2 separate regions of the Cyprinus carpio genome follow, and region 2 is linked to region 1. The links are chromatin contacts, called in public Hi-C maps. All regions are on one chromosome and are shown on one strand. The core of a region is the stretch at or near the end of the contact, and the rest is flanking DNA. Distances in the headings are between cores, read along the strand shown.

What was found. Hi-C and Micro-C count contacts between places; a contact is called where the count stands out from the background.
Region 2: a Hi-C map of liver shows a contact between it and region 1, with 11 times the contacts expected there. The contact joins the promoter of LOC122135609 here to the promoter of LOC109068197 in region 1. A contact is called at or near these places in 2 of 8 Hi-C or Micro-C datasets (liver and red blood cells).

Annotation. Positions count from the first base shown.
Region 1 is chrA25:12,134,151-12,139,633 of ASM1834038v1, forward strand. It overlaps LOC109068197 (COMM domain-containing protein 4-like), which reads left to right and starts at 3,037. Exons shown (of 9, transcript XM_019085046.2): 1 at 3,037-3,175; 2 at 3,947-4,053; 3 at 4,258-4,329; 4 at 4,421-4,486; 5 at 4,569-4,608; 6 at 5,397-5,483. The coding sequence starts at 4,051. LOC109068196 (semaphorin-7A-like) reads right to left here and starts at 3,014. Exons shown (of 12, transcript XM_042715549.1): 1 at 2,810-3,014; 2 at 1,809-1,942. The coding sequence starts at 2,960.
Region 2 is chrA25:12,351,778-12,357,260 of ASM1834038v1, forward strand. LOC122135609 (isocitrate dehydrogenase [NAD] subunit alpha, mitochondrial) reads left to right here and starts at 2,197. Exons shown (of 11, transcript XM_042715568.1): 1 at 2,197-2,348; 2 at 4,818-4,880. The coding sequence starts at 2,322. It overlaps LOC109105559 (leucine-rich repeat-containing protein 61-like), which reads left to right. Exons shown (of 9, transcript XM_042715561.1): 7 at 36-104; 8 at 515-640; 9 at 752-1,775. The coding sequence ends at 858.

The DNA of each region.
Region 1 (5,483 bases), core at 1,787-4,286:
CACCCCTCTCCTCTTTTTCCCCATGCAATACTGAACTCTGAACCTCCCTGAACTCTCAACTCTGAGCCCCCAGCTCCCACTAACACACTGTGACATGCACCAGACACTTTGTACAGCATTGATCTGCTTACTACCTCATTCAGCAGTTAACTGACCTCATTCAACCACCTCTTCTGTCAGTTTAAATAAAGAAATCCTCTCTGAGATTTTTGACACTTTAATCAGACTGAATAAGCTCTTTTGCTCTACAATCATTATATCTGCACTGTTTAATTTACTGGTTTGCACTCTATCTACCATGTGCCTAGTGCTGCTTTACTTATTTTTCTTTTTTACATTACCTATTTGTATATTTGTATAGTTGTACTTTATATTTTATTATCTGTATTTAATATTCTACTGCTAGTGTTATCTGCATGCACCAAGGGTCTGAGAGTAATGCAATTTCAATTCTCTGTATGTATGTACTGTACATGTGGAAGAATTGACAATAAAGCAGACTTGACTTGACTTGACTCATTTTTGAGAATTTTGTTTTGAGTTTTCTCAGGTTTTGCATTACATTTTTAGGTTAGGGAAATGTTTGTAAACTAAGCAAATAATGTCATGGCAGTAAATTACCAATACCTTTTCAGTTTTATCTTACAATGTGAGTATCAAATGAGCACATGCTTCTGTCTATTGTGAATCTAGTGGTGATTTATGAAATTATTGGTGAATGAGGCATGTTGTGAGCAGGAACAAAATTACATATAAAGTGTTATTCAAAATAAAACAGGCAAGTTAAAACTCAACATTTTTCTCTCAGTATGCTCTTACTAAAAAAAAAAGTAAACCTCAAGGCAATGTTTAGAATAATATTTGCTTTAATATGTAGCAGAGACTCTGCCAAAGATGTTGCTCTGTATATTTATTTCTTACCAGTTTCCAACACTTTGGCTGATGTCCATTTGTTCCACATACAAATGTGTAGTCTTGAAATCGCTCAATTATTGTGACAACATTTTCACAGGAGCTCTGTATAGATGGAAGAATATCAGTAAGACTGTCAAATTACAAAACTCAATTTGTTCTTTCTTTTTTCTCTTCTTCAAAAGAATTATAAAACTCACCTCACCACACCTTAAGTTTGGATTCAGAGTAAAGTTCTAAAAAAGAAATAAAATATATAAAAATTAAAATATTCTATTATTATCTTGGTCACAAAATTCAAATACTTTTCTAGGTTAATTTATACGTTATTTTTTTTAAAGATTTTTTTAGACTGTGTACACAATTATTTACTTAAATGTGTATAAATCAACATTTGTATCACTTATCAATCACACAATGCAACTATAGCAACAGATTAGACTTGTCTGTGGAAATAAATCTTTCATCGACACCTGAAATAGACCTTTTCATTTGCAGACATGTTCAGTATGGACACAGCTGCCTGTGTGCGTCACAGCCTACAGTTGCTGAAATCTATAATTTAACGTAGGCTAGACTTACTAATTACATCCAGTGCTAAAAGCCAACGCACTTAATTGAAGTCTAAACAGAACTGGTCAGAAAGGACAGGGTTAGAATAACATTTTAGTCAATGCCGAGTTACTTCTCCAACTTATGATATTCAAAGGTTTACACCCCAACTTTATATATTTATTTATTTGAAATAAAATTATTTGAACTAAATGTATTATTTTTACATTTGAATAAATAATTTCAATGAAAATGGCAAAATCCTACAGTAATTATAAATGCATTGTAAAATGTCACATATAATGTACATACCTATTAATACCTAGTTCCAGTTTAATAATTACCTCCACAATCTGACGACTGTCTACATCAAAATGTAGAACATTATTTATTCCTCCAACAAACAGACTGTTTGATCCTTCCTGATGAAATAACACTGTATGACTGTAATTTCTGTTGTATACAAGTTGAGCATCATCTGGGAGAAAAAAAATGTTGAAAAATGTTGAAAAATGACAAATGTTATGTTGTCTAGAAAGATATAATGTTTAGAGATATTGCCTCATTTGATTATTTAAAACAATTAAAGTCTACTGTATAAGTGCATTTCTGAACAGACTATCAAAAAGTGTGTAAATAACTAATGTAAGTAATTAGTCTGATTAAAGAGGAAGTTTATTTTCAGTGTTGGGAAGGTTACTTTGGGAATGTAATAGGTTACAGATTGTTATATTACCCTATCTAAAATGTAACAAGTAGTGTAACTATTTCAATTACTTTATTAAAGTAATGTAACTGATTACTTTTCTAAATATCTAATGTTTTCAAGTGTTAATTATTTTTAAGAGTGTGGATCCCAAATTATTTAATTTAGATTATTACTTTGGAGTGTTTATTGTAATTTTTTAGATTTCGTTTTTTTTCCTTTTTTTTTTTTAAGGTAGTTTGCATAGTTATGGGAGGAAACACTGGCATCTAACAATGGCTTGGAAAAAAACACTTAATCTTAAAAAATAAAGCATAAACCCAAATAGGAAATAAAACAGTTATCAAATAAGCATGTGTCCTGTTCTTTGTACCAAACTCCTGAAACCTTGCTGTCTCATATTTTAGAGCAGTCCATGCAATTTACGAAAGAAATCAATTAAATCTGTATGTGAGTGTGTGTGAAAATATTCATATGTAATCGTTAAAATTTCCATAAGTAGCCTAACTATAATTTAATTATACTTTTTTTTCTCAGTAACTGTAACAATTACATTTATTTTGTAATAAAAATACGTAATTTAGTTACATGTAGCTATTTACTCCTCAACACTGTTTATTTTATCTTAAATTATCTTACCTTGTTTTAGAGTTAATCTCGGATTATAAAAGCAAAAGACGCAATGGAAGCACGCTCCATAAATAAACCAAGGATACGCCAAATTCCTTTTGATGTGGACAGAGAAATATTGCCGTTTTAGGATCATGGTCCTAAATTCACCTAATCTCATCTCATCTCAGACAGGCTCTGAACGCTTCTCTCGAGTGAAGGGAGTCGCAGAGACACATGCTGGTGAGTTTATGGATGCAATGGCCAATCAGAGGTGTTCAGATGAGTCATCGCTAACATGCAGGTGGTGTTTTCTTCACGCGCACAGACTGAACACCTCTTTCTGGCTAATTCTCTTGTTAGAAACAACAAGCAGCAGATGTGTGTATGATATCTGTAAGTAAGATATTTATTTAACAGTGTGAACGGCTTCAGTGCTTTTAATGGGAGTTGTTGAGAGTGCTTGAACTCTAGACTGTCAGTGAAAATGTTCTTTGCTCTCTTTCTGTACAATGACCTTGTTATGATAAGTAGCCTAACTTACAATGTTTTTAATCGCATTAACGTTCAATGTTAAATTCATATTAAACACAAACTCAGTCGTATTAAAAATAAGTTATGGCATGACACCCGTATCTGTTATTTAAGTAAACAGACAGGTTTTATGCATAGACTAAATTATTAGGCTATATCGAGATATTTCATGATATAGTTAATGCGTTTAGGAATGTTTCGAATAAATAAATAAATAAAACACGAGCGCTTTTGTGTGTCACGTGACGACACGTGAACTTGAAATGACGTCTTAGCCTTTTGAAGGTTGCATTTAGGCTATTTGATCAAACATACAGTAAAAACGGTAATAATGTGACATATTATTACAATTTGAAATAACCATTGTCTATTTTAATATTTTAAAATGTCATTTATTCTGGTGTACTGGTTTGCGGCTCGAGAAACATTTCAAAAGTTCACTCGTAAGACTTAAAATCTTAACGTTAACGTTACCTGTCCGATTTTTGCGATGATTTATACAAACGTAGCGCATCTTTGGCATCTGTTGCTTCTGATTTGCTTATAAATATCATCATTATATACATTTTGTTAACATATAATGTAATTATGATGTATAATATAATAATATGATACTCTGCAACACTAATACAGCCAGTCCAGTAGGTGGACCGTAAGTGTGGCGCTGGTACGTACCACGAGAAGAAGAAGAAGAAGAAGAAGAAGAAGAGCAGCTGACTGACTGAATATATGTCAAAATGGTATTATTTATCTTATTGAACGATAGCTCGGTTTATTCTGGTTTCAAATTTGAAACCATTACAGTGGTAATATGTGTCCTCCGTGATTAGCGGGTAGTTAGTTTATTTTATTTGTTGTGGATAGCGAACGCTAATCGTTAAGAGGCAATGCAATGGACGTAAACATTCTCCATAAACTCATTTTGCTGCTTTCTTTTATTTCAGAGGTTCCGCTTTTGTGGAGACCTCGACTGTCCTGACTGGGTCCTTGCAGAAATGAGCACCTTAGCTAGAATGGTAAGTCTGACTTGAATACGGTGTCATGTTGTCTATCACACTCTCTGTACTAAACGTAACGCAAGTGATTTTCTTCCCTGCTGTTCTTCAGTCGAGCGTCAAGATGAAACTTCTGTGCGTGCAAGTCATTAAAGATCTGCTCGATGAAGGCATCGATGTAAGACAGCAGGCGTGCTATAATGTCTTCTGAATAGATATATCTCTAACTGATGCATAATTATCTGTTTATCTGTTTTTAGTATGACAAAGTTTCAAAACTAACCTCAGATGCAAAGTTTGGTGAGTGAATCACAGTTTTTTGGGTCATGTGATCCTAGTAAGTGTGAAATAATAATAATGACTCTATATATCAAGTTAGGGATTCACAGTATGTTTCTGGCCAGTCTTTTTATTTCATGGCTGATATCAACATTTTACAATATATATTAAATAATGGAATATTAAATTTTAAATCAAATATAAAAACTAAAATGAGTAGGTTTTAATACTAAAGAATTATATTAGAGTGTTATGTTTTAAATGATACTAGGAAACATTTATACTCCAAGTACATTCATGAACATTTAATGAAAATGACTCAAAACTAAATTTTGTTTGATGGTGGAAATAGTACTGTTAAGACTATTTTAAATCTTATTATTGTTGAGTTTGCCATGAATGATTTGATGTTGATGTCAATCAATCAATCAGTCAATCAGTCAGTCAAACTGCTTACAAGTGATTTTAAGCATCACAACATTATAATGTACACTGTGAAAAATGGATGAAATCACACACCTGATGGAATTTACCCCTGATTAGAGAACCAGCTTTACTGATGAGATGCGCATTAATTATCGGCCGATTTTTATCGTGCACCCCTGCAATTAAATATCCATTATTTACCCTAGCAAGTGCTTTATAAATAAAATAGATGAATTAATTATTAACTAATTATAACTTCTTTAATTTTGGCTGATATCTGATATGGTACCTATATTTTATGCATTCTTACATAAATGTCTTGTCTGTTGGTATTTTATGCCATATCTCTTGCTAATTTGTCTATTTTTCTTTTTTTTTTCCAGAAAGTGGAGACATTAAAGCCAGTATAGCAGTGCTGAGTTTCATTCTGTCCAGTGCTGCTAAGCATGACGTGGACAGTGACTCTCTCT
Region 2 (5,483 bases), core at 947-3,446, 220 kb after region 1:
AAGTTATCAAATTTTCTTTTAATGTGTCATTTCAGGTGAAAGGGTGGTGGGACGTGGAAGTGACTTATACCAACTATGCAAAGACATTGATGATACAATTAAAGGTACTTGCTGGAAGTTTAATCCTGTTATTTAATAGATTTTAAGAGAAAAACTCAATGCACTTGTGTATTATATTATAACGTGCAATTTTGTGTATAATACCGTATGATAATATCTCACTTAATGCTAAAACAACTTTAAACATTTTTTTTTTTTCATTGTTTAATCTAATTAGTGCATGTTAACTTTGACAGCCCTAAAAATAAACTTCCATTCAACAGATTAGGTTTATTATTATTATTATTATTATTATTTAGTTAATTATTACTTTTATTCAGCAAGGATGCATTGCATTGATCAAAATTGACAGTAAAGACTTTTACATTGTTACAAAAGATTTTATTTAAAATAAATGCAGCTGTTTTGAACTTTCTATCCATAAATATTTCTCTGTTTTTTATGTTATTTATAGCAGGCATGTTTAAAAATGGCCATCTGCCTGAGTTGCCAGACACCAAACCTTGGGTGGATGATGATTTTTGGGAGATAAAGAGATCAGACAATGCCATAGTTGATGAAGCCTATAAACAATTCAGTGGTATGGACTAATCTTCAATCATCAAAACCATTTTCTAAACCATTCTTTACACATCAGCAGTCACATTTCCAATTTCCTGATTTAAGATCTTTTTGGTAATAAACTCAACAGATGTTCTTCATGAATGCAGGCTGCTGAACAGTCGAGCAGCCCACGTGATCTCACAAAATGAATGGACCGTCAGCCTCAAGAGCCATCCAAAGCAGTATGCCGTTTAAATCTGGGAATCTCTCGATCTCATTACGTTTCCAATAAAATGCATGTTTTTTCCCACAGCTTTTTTTATGCGTTTCCATAAGCTTTAAGTCCATAAGCTTGATGCGTCACCGGTGCCAGAAATCCAAAATGCTCCGTGTTGCCTGCAGTGTGAGGGTTTAGATTTTGTAATTACACTTGAGTTCTTTCTGATTTTCCACTGTTTAGAGAGACCGATACTTACACCTAATCCGGTTTGATCACTGTCTCAGGATGTTCAGAATCAAGACAATTCCTCTTTGCACTCCTAACACAATGCTGTATTTAACGTTATGCTTCAAATGCTGCTATTTGTATATTTCATAATGGTGAAGCACTTGTATTGTTTATTAACCACTTCTGAGGCTTTCCCATGTTGCTCTTCTTGTTTACAATTTTTAGTGAATGCATTTTGCCTTTTTATTGTATGCCTAATGTGGATGATTTTTTTCTAAATTGGTTGTTTCATACTATATTGCTCCTTTTTATTCGCTCAAGCAGCTTTGTGTTTTAAAATGCATCTAAATTGTATAATATATGATATAATGCATCTTTTTTTTTTTATTTACATTTTGTTGGATAGCCTAATATATATTCATGCCAGAAAATGTCTTTGTGTCTGTATTTATTAATCTTACACAATGTAAAAAAGCAGACTATTAAAAAGTTTCAGAGTGTTTAAATGGTTAAAGTGCTAGTCTACCCAAGAATTATATATTTACAAAGATGTTCTTTCTTCCATTGATTATAAAAGGAAAAATTTCCTGAATGTTGCCAGAATATTCTTTGAGAGAACTATACATTTAATGTTACACAAATAAGTGTTCCGAACACATTCAAGAAAATGTGGGGGGTATGAATGCACTGTGGCATCCGATGCAGTAGGGGGAGTTCAGCACGTCAGAGAATGCACAGAAGAGGGCCAGTACACGGGGTTGCCAGGTTTATTAAAATGCCCTTTTTGGAGTCTAACGTTGATAATTGAACGTCAGAGAATGCACAGAAGAGGGCCATTTTTTTTTATTAAATTTTTGATTTTAATTAAAATAATAATTATAATACACCTGATTATTTTAATTTATATTATAGGTACTTCTGATCAATTGATATTGCTATATATATATATTAAACTAACTAGGCCTAAATAATTTAATTTAAAAATTTAATAATTGCATGGTGATTAAGAAAATGCAATAATGTAACAATAATAATATAAGTATATAAAAATAATTTACGCCCAAAAAAAAAAAAAAATGCAAATATATATATACACACACACACATCAAAACTTAAAAAAAATAAAAAACCTGCCGTAAGGTAACGTTTAGCTTCCTAGAACTGTAGGTCCAATCTGGCAACCCTCGATACTCACAGCAGAGGATGAGACACTGGAGAGCTGAACTGAGTTAGTAGTAGTCCCCACTCCCCAGAACACGATTAGCACAGGATGGCTGGAAACGCGTGGAGGTCAACGGTAAGGATTATATTATATGAACAAACCATAGATTATAGCAGTCCGTGCTCTGTTACGCCAAATATCACTGTAAAGTATGAATGCAAGTATATAACGTTACTTCATTTGCGCAGAAAACGCTGCGTTGCAATAGAGATGCCACAGCGGCCCTGTACTGCATGCCCTTCACACCGGCACTTAACGTTACACGTTTAACACATTTAAGAGTTCTCAGTCAACTCGTCTACTAGTCTTTTAACAAATATAAATAAAGTTAAGAGAATGACACGATGCGTGTCGATCTCGGCCGAATGCGTGGATGAATCAGTCAAACGCCACAGATGTTCAACCTCTGCATTCATCATCACCATCCACACATTATGGTGTTTAATGCCCCAGAAAGTAGGTAAACTCAACTAAGAGGCCAGTACGGTCAGGCTGTAAAATAATAATAATAATAATAAAAAAACATTCTTGCATTTTCAGCCCATAAAACGTCTCGAGAGATGCGGCGAGCGGGACTCCGGAAGTAACAAAGACGCGAGTCTCAGTCCAGTTAGTTAATGCCAAATCTGATATGGACATTAAAATAGTCAGGGTGAGATAGAGTTTAGTAAAACAGCTGTTTTAAATGTGCTAGGGGAAACATCTAGCTGACTGGATGAAGGTCACCTCGACATGTTGAACAAGAGTTGACTGATGTCCAGACTAAACTAGACCAGCTGACCTCTAGTTTATGAGTTTTCTTCATGCACTGAATGTTCATCTAGAGAACATACAATCATGGATTCAAGTGATGAGGACATGAGAAGATACAGAAGATCCTTTGGTGTCCTTCAGATCTATGGGTTATAATGTAGTTTAGATTCATTTTACTAATATTGGATGGATGAAATATAAAATAGTTGTAAACGATGGGGGATCTGAGCTCTGCAAACCATAATATCAGAATGAATCGTTTCCACGGAAATACAGCGGCCCCAAATATGTTTGGACACTTAATGCCACACTTAAAATGCATGAATGTCATTGGGGTAAAAAAATTATTAATAATAATAATAAAAATGAAGAACACTAGACTTTTAGTCAAAACTAACTTAATTTTTCTTACCAAAGGTTTCTGGTAAGAAGGTACCTGAGGTGACAACCAAAAAGTGTTATAATAGTTACAGTTATCTCTGTTTTTAATGTGTATGTGTTATATTGGGGTTGAACAGAGAAAAAGGTGTTGGGTACTGGATATTGGATTTTTCTATTATTGGATACTTTGTTATCTATAATGCAGTGACACTCATATTTCTAAATGTGATTCTGAATGGAAATTAATTTTAGATTTTTTTTTTTATTATTATAATTTTTTTTTTTTGTTAAAGTGTCCAAATTCTTTTGAGGCTGCATATCTTGCTTCACAGTTTTACATTTACATTTACATTTAATCATTTAGCAGACGCTTTTATCCAAAGCGACTTACAAATGAGAACAGTAGAAACAATCAGATCAACGAGAAAACAACAACGGTATACAAGTGCTATGACAAGTCTCAGTTAGTCTAGTACAGAACACGTAGCCAGTTTTTTTTTTTTTTTTTTTTTTGGGAATATGATAGAAAAGAAAAAGAAAAAAAGGTAAGTACTAGTATTAGTTGGTTAAGTGCAGGCGAAAGAAGATGAGTCTTTAGATGTTTTTTGAAAATGAGTAAAGACTCAGCTGTTCGAATTGAGATCGGGAGGTCATTCCACCAGCTGGGAGCAGTCCAGGAAAAAGTCCGTGAGAGTGATTTTGAACCTCTTTGGGATGGCAACACAAGGCGTCGTTCAATTGCAGAGCGCAAACTTCTGGAGGGTGCATAAGATTGAACTAGTGAGTTTAGGCAAGTTGGCGCCGTGCCAGTGGTCGTTTTGTAGGCAAGCATCAGTACCTTGAATTTGATGCGAGCGGCTACTGGTAGCCAGTGTAACCTGATGAGGAGAGGAGTAACATGGGCTGTTTTCGGCTCATTGAAGACAACCCTCGCTGCTGCATTCTGGATCAGTTGTAGAGGCTTGATAGTACATGCAGGAAGGCCCGCCAGGAGCGCATTGCAATAGTCCAGTCTGGAGAGAACAAGAGCTTGGACAAGAAGTTGGCACCACTCTCTCACAGGACACATGGCTTTTTTCAAAAAAGAAGTAGTGTCCCCATCAGATCTGCTGTCGTCTTTGAGCGCTTAGTTTCAAAAAATCTTTCTCATTTCTGTTTGATCATCAGTGACCCGTAGCCTTTTGTTTTAGGCTGATTTAAGTTGAATATTCATATAATTGACCATGCAGGTTTGTGAAATTACACGCCTCATTTTACACCAAGGATATGTCCTTACTTATTTATTAACCAACATTTAATCACCTAACTAATTGGCTTGCTTTTTAATAGATGGCTTGGGCTTTGTGTATCAGCTTGATTTATCTTCCAGTCTTACTGATCTATTTGTACCTTTTAAAATGGTCTCTGCAGGTGTCCCATGTAATGGGAGCCATAAAGACTCAGAGCCCACTGCCCAGAACCTTCTCCAGAGGGGTAAGTTCAAATCAACTCACCATGGCAACGTAACCATGGTAAAACCATGTTTCTGGACACTTGCCATGGCATTTTTTTTGTTGTTGTTTACATATACCATGGTGATTGGATAGTATTTTTTTTTCAATACATTGGATGTAAATAGAGTGGTACACAAATATAATAAAAATTTAGATTTAGCCCCATGGTTTATGAAAGTAGTTTCTGGTCAAGTTTGGTCCTTTTCTAATTCTTACCCTTTTTAACATGAATATAATTTCAGAAATAAAGTTGTACTTGAAATAAACTTGTCCCAAACTAAAATATTTTACTTGTCCTAAATGAAATGTTTTAATATGTTAAAAATATTAGGAAAATGGAATTTGATTCAGGGAGTCAGTCAACTATAAAATGACCTTTAAGTGTGAAAATATACACATTTTGACAAGTAAAACTAATTAAATCATAAAATAAAAAAGATTTTGTATGTTACAAATTCCATATTTTATATTTCTATAGTAGTTTTATGAGTTTAAACTATATACTACATTGTTTGGGGGCAACAAAGTGGTACATAAAGGTCAGTTTTACTTGTCTGAAAGGCAAGTATTTGGAAGAGCTTAA